2 separate regions of the Mus musculus genome follow, and region 2 is linked to region 1. The links are chromatin contacts, called in public HiChIP or PLAC-seq maps. All regions are on one chromosome and are shown on one strand. The core of a region is the stretch at or near the end of the contact, and the rest is flanking DNA. Distances in the headings are between cores, read along the strand shown. Region 1 overlaps Map2k4 (mitogen-activated protein kinase kinase 4). Region 2 holds the start of Zkscan6 (zinc finger with KRAB and SCAN domains 6).

Evidence for each region. HiChIP or PLAC-seq counts read pairs in DNA pulled down with a chosen protein or histone mark.
Region 2: a contact with region 1 is called in an H3K4me3 HiChIP or PLAC-seq map of bone marrow-derived macrophages, with 4 times the contacts expected there. The contact joins the promoter of Zkscan6 here to the enhancer-like site in region 1. A contact is called at or near these places in 11 of 39 promoter capture datasets (the 3T3-L1 cell line, the C10 cell line, the HPC-7 cell line and 9 more), 2 of 15 datasets of contacts at CTCF or cohesin (CD8 T cells and the NIH/3T3 cell line), 10 of 484 Hi-C or Micro-C datasets (3T3-L1-derived adipocytes, CD4 T cells, Th1 cells and 7 more), 8 of 115 datasets of contacts at active chromatin or transcription factors (the 230-238 cell line, CD8 T cells, the HPC-7 cell line and 4 more) and 3 of 9 other capture datasets (adipose tissue, liver and pancreatic islet).

What each region holds. Positions count from the first base shown.
Region 1 is chr11:65,737,758-65,742,987 of GRCm38.p6, forward strand. The region is part of intron 2 of Map2k4 (mitogen-activated protein kinase kinase 4); the gene reads right to left. Among named protein-coding and RNA genes, the nearest start is that of Mir744, 5.5 kb to the left of the region's middle. Within about 2 kb of position 2,849, at least 51 of the 459 cell types and tissues checked have an H3K27ac peak or open chromatin away from gene starts, as enhancers often do. A contact at or near this core is called in the HPC-7 cell line, Th1 cells, bone marrow-derived macrophages and 2 more, where this site is marked.
Region 2 is chr11:65,803,796-65,808,507 of GRCm38.p6, forward strand. Zkscan6 (zinc finger with KRAB and SCAN domains 6) reads left to right here and starts at 3,380. Exons shown (of 7, transcript NM_001302374.1): 1 at 3,380-3,466.

The DNA.
Region 1 (5,230 bases), core at 1,599-4,098:
AAGCTCAAACCAGGCTCAGTCTGTCTCCTGCCTATGAATCAAGATGTAAGTAGCTCTTAGCTACATCTCTAGGACCATGTCTGCCTGCCTGCCTGCCTCCATTGCTCCCCACCATGATAGCCATGGACCGACCCTCTAAAGCTGTAAGCAAACCCCCAATTAAATGCCTTACTTTATGAGTTGCTTTGGTCATGGAGTTTTATCACAGCAATGAAATAGTACTAAGACAGGGGCCTAGAAAAGAAAACTTACAAACAACAGAAGACACATCTATCGAAAAGCTTGGCAAAAAGGCTGGCATGAAGGCTCAGTGGGCTGTGAGATTTGCTGCCACGACCAACCATCTGGGTTCAATTCCTAGATCATACATAGGGAGGAGAAAACCGACTCCCACAAGTTGTGTGCTCTGACTTCAAAATGCATGTCATAGCAGGTGTGCATGTATGTGCACACACACATACACACATACACAGTGACAAAAAATGGTATAAGTAAAAGACAAAACAAAACAACAAAGAAATAATAACATAGAAAATGTGTTAAGTTTATACTTTATGACTGTACTCTTGAAGAGAAAAAAAATAGAAGCAACAACCTGTTCTATCAAAAACAAAACAAACAAACATACAAACAAAACCAAAACCAACCAAAAAAAACAAAAACAAAAACAAAACAACAACAACAAAAAACAAACATCTTCCCAATAGCCTTCATTCCTTGTCACCGTTTTCTACAAAATGCCTTCAGTGAATAATGAATAATGTCTAATCGACACATTAGCCAGAGTATGTGGTTGATATAACTACCACGCTGTCCACCACCCTTTCTCCTCTCCATCCTTTCTACATGAGGCAGAAATGCTGTATGTCCTAACTATGTATGTTATGAACTAAATTGTGTTCCATCTCAAATGTCACATACCAAAGATACCTGGTGTGACTACATTATGGCCTTGGACATAATTGAGGTTAAAGGAAGGTTAGTAAAGATGGGACATACTCCAACAAGACTAGTGTTCTTGTAAGAGAACACATTAGAGAGCTTGCTGCTTTACCACATACATGAAGAAAAGAGGTCCTATGACCAGCCAATGAGGTGTTGGTATCAGGAAGCCATAGAAAAAGACCTCAGAATAAAACCTCTCTTCCTAGTAACTAGATCTTGGGCTCTCTAGCCTCCACAATTGTAAGAAATCAGTTTCTGTTGTTTGAATCACACTGTCAATGGTTTGGGTTTAGTTTTCAAACACTCTAGACTTCACCTGTGACAACACTACATGAGCCTATCTCTGTCTGGATGAATATATAGAAAAGGGGAAAGAAGTTACAAGGCTTCTGCCATTGTCTCTGTACTTGATGTTTATATGCACTCAAATTTACCCTGCACTAGCAAAGTCCCTAAGGTTATTGCATTTCCCAGTGATTCTCAAGGGAGGTGAAGTCCTATAGCCCTAGCATCTGGCATAGAAGGAGGCAGGTCAGCAGGGAAGCTCACCCAGCATCAAGTGGCTGGCAAACACTAACCTAAACGTCTTCAAGCCCACAGCAATTCTAGTCAAAAGCTCTGCCTTAGAAGTATCTGATTTCTTAAAGATATAAAGCTTAAATCTAATAAATAATTCTTGGTTCCTAAAGAGAACATGTACATTCACATAGTGAAAAACTGACATAGTACGTGTGCACACAAAAGAAATGTATGTTTATAAAAGTAACCCTGTAGAGCATGTAAGATTTTAAGTAGGACATTTGATATAGGGCTTGAATCCATTTAATACAGGCCTTATTATTAAAGTAGCATCAATGCATAGAGACTAAAATCTGAAATCTTAGACTTACCTTGTCACATGAAAGTCTGCAAACTGGCAAACTGATACATGACGTCTCTTCTGCTTATTTAGCTTTTGGGCAGATATGACCAAATTTTCCATTTACTAGCACTGCATCTATGTTAGCTGTCATATTTTCACTGACCCACACAAATCTATAATTTCCTAACAACTAGAGATTTTAAAAACAAATAACTGTGACATTATGTTCCAGAACATTAATCCAGAGGTAAGTTATATTTCTATTCCACATGTTTGGCAAAGCTGCATGGGGCTTTTTATATGGGTGGGTAAATTCCATGTTGTTTCCTGTGTAGGTAGGTAGACTTTACATTGCTTGTTTTGTTTTAAACAGTGACACAACCAAGGAGGTGACAAATGGCTCCAGCAGTACTCAACTCTTCACATCTGCTCTCTGTTAATACAGTGGTGTCCACTTTGCCAACTCAGCAGCAAACAGGTTCCTGAGCCACTCCTGTCTAACCAGATACCCTAAGCCAACACCCTTTGATAAGGCTCCAAGGGTAGAGAAAAGGAAAAACCTCACTCACAGTTCAGAAAGAAAACACACTTTCTGTTTGCATTTATCTATACTGTATGCATAAATTACAAAAGCTAGTTTACAAATTCCACCAAAGCATTCTAACTCAGCAGTCATTAGTTACAGCTTCATTTTGATCAGGGCTGAAGAACATTGCTTATATAGACTTGGCAGGACCAGCAACACCCACTAGTCAAGAGCCAACTTTTGCCTTGCATTCTAACTTAAATTGATACTAAGATTAAGTAACATTTTCCCTGTCTCTTTTGAGTCAGGTTCTATATAGACTGAGTTTGTCTCAAATTCTTGCCTCAGCCTCACAGGTGCTGGTGTTTCAGTCACACACACACACACACACACACACACACACACACACACACACACACACACGACTCTCTCTAGTTGTATTTTACTGTGCCTGTTGAGTAATAAGAAGCATTTCCTGTTCTCCTGCCTGAAAGAGCAGCACCACTGAGACCTGCTAGTTCAAGCAGTCTGCTTTGTCATTGCTCCTTTGCCCAATAAGTTCTTTAGAGTAGTGGTTCTCAACCTGTGGGTTGCAATTCCTTTGTGGGGTCAAATGACTCTTTCACAGGGGTGGCCTAGAACCATCGGAAATCATATACTTACATTATGATTCATAACAGTAGCAAAATTACAGTTATGAAGTAACAATGATAATAATTTCATGGTTAGGGTCACATGAGGAACTATATTAAAGTGTTGCAGCATTAGGAAGCTTGAAAACCACTCTCTAGAACCATAAATCTTACCCACCAAAAATGTTTCACAGGCTTGTTTACCTTCTCAATGAATTCAAGAATGTAAAAGAATTCAGCTATTTATGTTTTGAAATCAGTTATTTCCCTCCAGTTCTTGGCAACTGCTGTGTGTGAGTGTGCATGCCGCATGTACCATGGTCTCTCACTACTCCTTTGTTTCCAGATTCCAGAGAAGTCGAGCGTCCTCCTGTCCCACGCTCAGTTCAGTAATGAGTACTGCAGCTCATTCAGCCCAGCTCCTTCTTACAAGCTACATTTCACTTAAGAAACGGTTTTGATTGATTTATATTATTTTTTATGAGTTCTTTGGCTGCATGTATTTATGTGCACCACATTCATGTCTGGTGCCTTCAGAAGCCAGAAGAGGCTATCGATCCCCTAAATCTTCAGTTATAGACAGTTACAAGTTATACGTGGGTGCTAGGAACTGAACCCAAGTGTTCTGGAAGAGAAACAAGTGCTGTTAACCACTGAGCCATCTTTCCAACCCCTACAAATTAATTTTTTTTCATTATGAAGAGAATTAGTCCTGGCTAGGGATGGGTGAAAGAAACTATGTGAATCCTGAGAAATGCTGCTAAGAGATAGTCTTCCTAAAATCAGCCAAGATGTTTTCTATTGTTATAAATCCTGTTTCCTTGTGTCTATGTAGCACCAAGTTTCCTATTCTAGAGTATGGAGAGAAGAATGACCTCACAGCAGACAAGACAGACACAAGACACAATCTTAAGACACTAGGCATCAAGCATTGATGGTAGCAGGCCCTGACAGAAAAAATAATGCAACTGTCCCTAGCTCCTGCCTGAAGGGCTCAGACTACTATAAGGACAGAGATCCAGGAAGGTTTGTCAACACCCTTGTGTTGAGGACATGGATCTAGGAGTGTGGATAGATCATGGCAACTGGAATTAACAAGGCAGGGTACACATTAAAAAGCATCCCACAGACATGCAAACCTCCCTCTATTTTGTATCGTTGCATGTGAGAAATGCCACAAGCTGCTGAGGCAGACACCCAGGGCCTAATGTAATAATGCTAATATCCACAGCTCCAGTGCAAACTCTCCCACCCCTAGTCTCCTTGCTCTCTTCTAATAGCCTTTGAGCTGACAGCAGAAGACTCAAAAGCCTAAGTCCTGGTTTACTGCTACCTCAATCTTCTACTTCCATCCATAATGCTTTACTCATGATGACCTCATTTCCTAAATAAGGTGTGCCCCCCCCATCCATTCCTCTTCCCTTAAAGAGAAGAACTGTTGTTTGTTTGTTTACTGATTGATTGATTGATTGATTGATTGGGGAGGAAAGGTAACCTGAAACAGGGCAAGTAAGGCCACCTTTCCACAGGCAGCCTCTGACTAAGGAGAAAACTTGAGTAATTTTTATTTTTGTAGCCTCATAACTAGCATAACTGCCAATGGAAGTCAGCACCCTGGGGGCTGAGGCAGAAGGATCATAGATTCCAAGTCAGTATAGAACATACTGTTAAGACCTGTCAAAGAAGGGTAAAGAGTTCAGCATAACTATGATCTGTGATAAAGCAGCTTAATTTAATCCCAAATATACAATAAGCCTGACATACTCATGATTCCAAACAATACAACTGTTACTGAATTCAAGAAAATGTTAGTATTTCTAGAAAACTGCTTAGGCTTTCACATACAGTTCAACCATATGAACAAAGGTTTTGGTAAAGTGAAGAAAAAAATATTCTCGGGGCCTCCTACATCTCAACTTGGCATCCAATGTGAACATATTTATAGACTAAAGAATTCAACTAGAAAAGAAACAAGATTTCATTTGGTCTTTGCTCTCTGGGAAACTCTCCTTGGAAATCCTGGCCTGGGCTTCATGTTTCTTCACTGCATCTCTGAATGGAATCAGAATACACCAGTCCTTAGCAGAGGCATGACCCACAATCCAACAACACTCTCAGAAAGGATGGAGTGCTTGATTAGTACTTCCTTACTTTTAGTAAATATTAATTTGGATCTACTGCTAGTCGTTTCGGCTTAATTCTTATGATCACCTCTATTTATCAGGGGTTTCATTCTTTAGTATTCAGATGATGCTATGGGCATTA
Region 2 (4,712 bases), core at 2,130-4,629, 67 kb after region 1:
GAAGAGCATGGAATTCTCTTAACCACTGAGCCAGCCAACTCTCCAGCCCCTCAGGGGTATGGCTTTGAATAGAAGAGTAGATACCACCGTACTTGTCTTTGGTTTCCGTGACATAAGTAGTGCCTTTATTACCTATACACTTCTGCCATGAAGTGCTAACTTGCCTCAGGATCTGAAGCTAAAAGGACAAACCATGATGGACCAAAATCAACCCAAACTGCAAACCAACTATTTCTTGGGTATTTATTACATTTGCTGAAAACTCACTAATATTGCAAATAATCACACCTATTTGTCTTTTGAAGATCAAGGTGAGGTTTGTTTTTTTTTTTTAAATGTGTTTTATGTATACATATGTGTACATGTCTGTTTATGCATACCATTAAGGGTGGCTTCAGAGTACAGAGCATCAGATCTCCAAGTGAGTCACTCAAGATTGGTGCGAGGATACAAACTCTGGTATTCTGCAAGAGCAGTATGTGTTCTTGACCACTGAGCCATCTCTCCGGCTCTCATGGATGAAGCTTTAAAATCATGAATTGTGGTTTTGTTCCCCAGATCAGTAACAACAGAACTGCGTTAAAACAGTTGTTTAAAAGATCCAGTTGCCGGCATTGCCTCTGAGATACTCTAATTTGGGGAGAGGCATAAATAATATGGCTTTTACATGCTCCCACTCTGTGCTGCGTGGCCAGAATGTAGTTAGAACAAGGTTCTGTACTTCTTCTGTACTTTTTGTTCAAGCACGTCAGTCAGTTAACTATTTTAAAGCTAATCTAGTAATTATCCTGTCCTCTGTGCTTATATATCTATGAAATATGCAAGAAAGCAAAAGGACAAGGTAAGAATGAAAAACACATATTTATTAAATAAAGTTCTTGTTAAAATATAACAGACACTGGATTTGAGCAAATGCTGTTTTGCTATTCTGGAATATGGACACTGTTAAGGCCTCCTTCTAAGTTTAGTTTATTTTTGGTGGTTTTAACCATTGTCAAAGTAAAACACCAAAAAAAAAAAAAAAAAAAAAAACCACTTCACAAAAACTGCAAATGGATAAGTTACATTATTAGCTACATATTTATATTTTAATATCATTTGTTACTATTAACTTCCATAGTCCCTCATATAAGTCAGTAGCTCTTGCAAACGAATTATGCAGTTTTCAAGTTTTAATAATTTTAACCAATAGTCTCACAATGAAAGCATTAAGATGTTTCATATGGAACCTTATATATGTTGATTCTTGCCTATTCAGACCCAAATAGGACCCATTTTCCATTAGGTTTAATAACATTTCATAAAGAACTTCATAGTTTGTATAAGTGCAAACTACAAAAAAGTTTTTTTCATGCTCTAGCACTACACACAAACACCATAATATGCACACATATAATCTTCACATATACCTTACATAGATTATCTGTATGTATAATCTGTATGTATAATTTACATATATATGTAAGCATCACATACATATTTTGCTGGCCTCTTGGTCATATCTGATTGAGTTAGCATTGCTCTTGATTCTACTATATTACACATACAGTATTTGATTACAAATTATGATTAAGAATTTGATTATGAATGTACTCTGGGGTCTGGGGATAGAGCTCCGTTGGTATAGAGTGCTTGATTAGCATGCACTAAATCCTAGGCGCCAAGCTGGCAAGAAGACTCAGTGGTCGACAAAGCTTCAGTTTAATCCTGGAACCTACATGGTGGGAAGACAGAACTGATTTCTAAAGTTGCCTTCTGACCTCCATACACACAGGCCTTGGCACAGGTACACATAATACATATGTGTACACACACGCACATGTATTCTGCCTTGCACCCTCAGTACTCTTACGTGGGAACTATTTGCTGCTGTGGTCCAGAGCTCAGAGCTCAGAGCTCTTTACTTTTTTTTCTTATTGTCTCCAGGCTTAGATGTTTGTTATTTCCTCAGCCTGGAAAACTTGCCCTGTACACTAGGTTTGCTCCTTAACTTCTAGTCTCAATTCAAGGTTGTTTTATCTGTTCGTCCTCCCTCATGGTACATAAACTGTAATACAACTCTAATACCACCTGTCTTACCTCATTAATTTTTTCCTACTTTTCATGACCCAGCATGCTTATTACCTGTGCATTTATTTACCTATTGCTCAGCTTTCTTCACAAAATAGTATTTTAAGGGCCAGAGCATTGCATGTGTAGTTCACTGCTATATCCTTATCGAATGGAATAGTATCCGGCTCCGACAAGGCAGCTGGTAAATATTTATGAAGTAAATGAAAATAGATGGCACTTTTCTATTATCTCCTCCGCTAAGTTAGATGTCTTCCTATTTTTAAAATGTGTTTTGCTTGTTCCGTCTGTTCAAAGAGTGTCATGCTTCTCCTCAATTGCCAGCTTAATTTTTAAAAAGTAGCTAAAGGGACAGTTCTAACTAGAACTGTCAGCTTGAATTTTGTGGATTCCAAGATTGCCTCTATTCTCTCCCTGAATTTCAGAAGGAAATGTGTGTATAGCCATGTCTCCATATTTCCCGTGGGAAAAGCCTCAGCTTCAGTCAGATTCTCAGAGGCTCATTGCACAACTCCAGGGTTTGAGTTACTCTGCTCTCCCTTGAATGTTGTTCAACTAAAGCCCAACACGCTTTACAGGAACCTTATTAGGGTCCCGACCAAACCACCTGATCTTGGAAGTGAAGTTCCTCAGAATTGAAAATAACCCACGAGGCGAGTCTCTAGCTAAATGTCTCTGCTCAATCAGCCAAGCTCTCCTGTGATAGACACTTCCGCCTCTGCCAGACTCGTAACCTGTCAACTACGTTTGTCTCTTGACGTCTGTCTGACTCACCGATTGCTTTAACCGGGATTGTGAAAGGTTTTCTAAGGAACTGCGAGCCTTTCGGCGCCAAGGACTTACTTTGAGTACTCGCTGAGTTCCTTTCCTACTGATCAGTTTTTCAGGCGTGTGCACATACCATGCTCCCCTCGCCCCTGCCGTGTTTCTTCGGAGATGTCCACCCTTCTAACCATGGTCTAGGGGGAGGACGCATCTCTATTCCAAAGCTGTCCTGTCTGTCAGCTACTCATGACTGAATACCTGGATTTGGACAGGAGGCTTCTGTCAACTGGGCTTAGTGATAAGAGGTGACTGCTGTGGCCCAGCGCAGGACGGTCTGAAAATGGGCGAAAAGGCTGTAGGCTCAGCCTGGGTTAGAAAACCCGATCTCGAGGAATGAATGCTGGTGGGAACCCGGAGCTCCCTGCTCCCTGCGAGGGGAGGGGTCAGACTCGGGTCGTGAACTGGGACACTTCTTGGGGAGCCAATAGGAAAGCCGGTCTCAGGTAGTCCCTCACTCGCCCCGCCCCGCCCCGCCCCTCGCTCCGCCCCGGCGCCGCGCGTCGCCAGGGCCGCGGATGCGCGCAGCCGTCCAGCTTCCGGAAGTGCCTCGGTGAGGGTGGTTAGGGCCGAGGTAAGCGCGTAGTTTGGGCGGATCGGAGGGCTAGCCGAGTCCTGGGGTCAAACCTGAAGTCGCTTCAGCTCGCGCACTGTCAGGAGCGAGCTGGGGCGGGGACAGCGGTCTCAGCCCCGTGCCTGTCGCGCTCGCGGACGGCAGGCGCGTGCGGGGGAGGGGACTCGGGGCGGAACGGAAAGTGGACTCTTCCGGGTTGCTCGTCCCAGGAGAGGGATCGGGTCTGTCCGGACTCCGGTTGGACACTGCCAGGTGGCTAACCGCTAGTTACTGGCCCTCAGTGATAACCCCAGCTACCCCTTGCAAACCCCCAGAAGGCTGCCCTAGCTCTTCCTGGGCTTGAAACGTTGCTGCTTGGAAGCCCTGGAGGATCCAGAGCTGTTAACTTTGTTTTTTGTTTTTGTTTTTGTTTTAAAGATTTATTTATTATTATATGTAAGTACACTGTAGCTGTCTTCAGACACCCTAGAAGAGGGGGTCAAGTCTCATTACGGATGGTTGTGAGCCACCATGTGGTTGCTGGGATTTGAGCCATCTCTCCAGCCCACTTTTAATACTTACTTTACAGGGCTGTCAGGAGGGTCATCAATGGCACAAGCAAAGCCTACAGTGGTCTGATAAACAAAGGGCCACCTACATGTGCAACCCTGTGTGCAACCTACGTGTGCATAGAAAAATTGCATTTCACTTCGATTTCTTAAAGCGTCGGTAATACAAATATAACTGATAAATCACGAGTTTCTTCTGTGAGGAGTGAGAGGTAGAGTCTCATCCGGACACAAATCCATACGTCTCTCTATAAGGTAATTTAATTTTGAGTAAATGGACGCCTTGTCACAGATGCCTGGGTGGTAGCCACCAGTTGGCCTCTACTGCATGAAGTAGTAGTATTAATATACAATTTAAATGTGTAAGATTTAGTTTCCCAGAATAGCGCTTCTTGAATAGTCTCCAGATTTGTGTTAGGAACTAATTCTGATCAATCTGACAGGTAGAAATTTTACTGACTGAAATTTTATTATTTTTGTAAAACTCAGGAAATCATTTAGTTAGTGAAGGGGTTTTGTGTATTTCATTTCTAAAAACAGAGCCTTCTTTGAAAGTTGTCCTCCTAAGCCAGTGATTCTCAACCTTCCTAATGCTGAGACTCTTTAATGCAGTTCTTTTCATGGTGGTGACTCCCAACCATAAAATATTTTTTGTTGCTACTTCATAACTGTAATTTTGCTATTGTTACAGATTATAA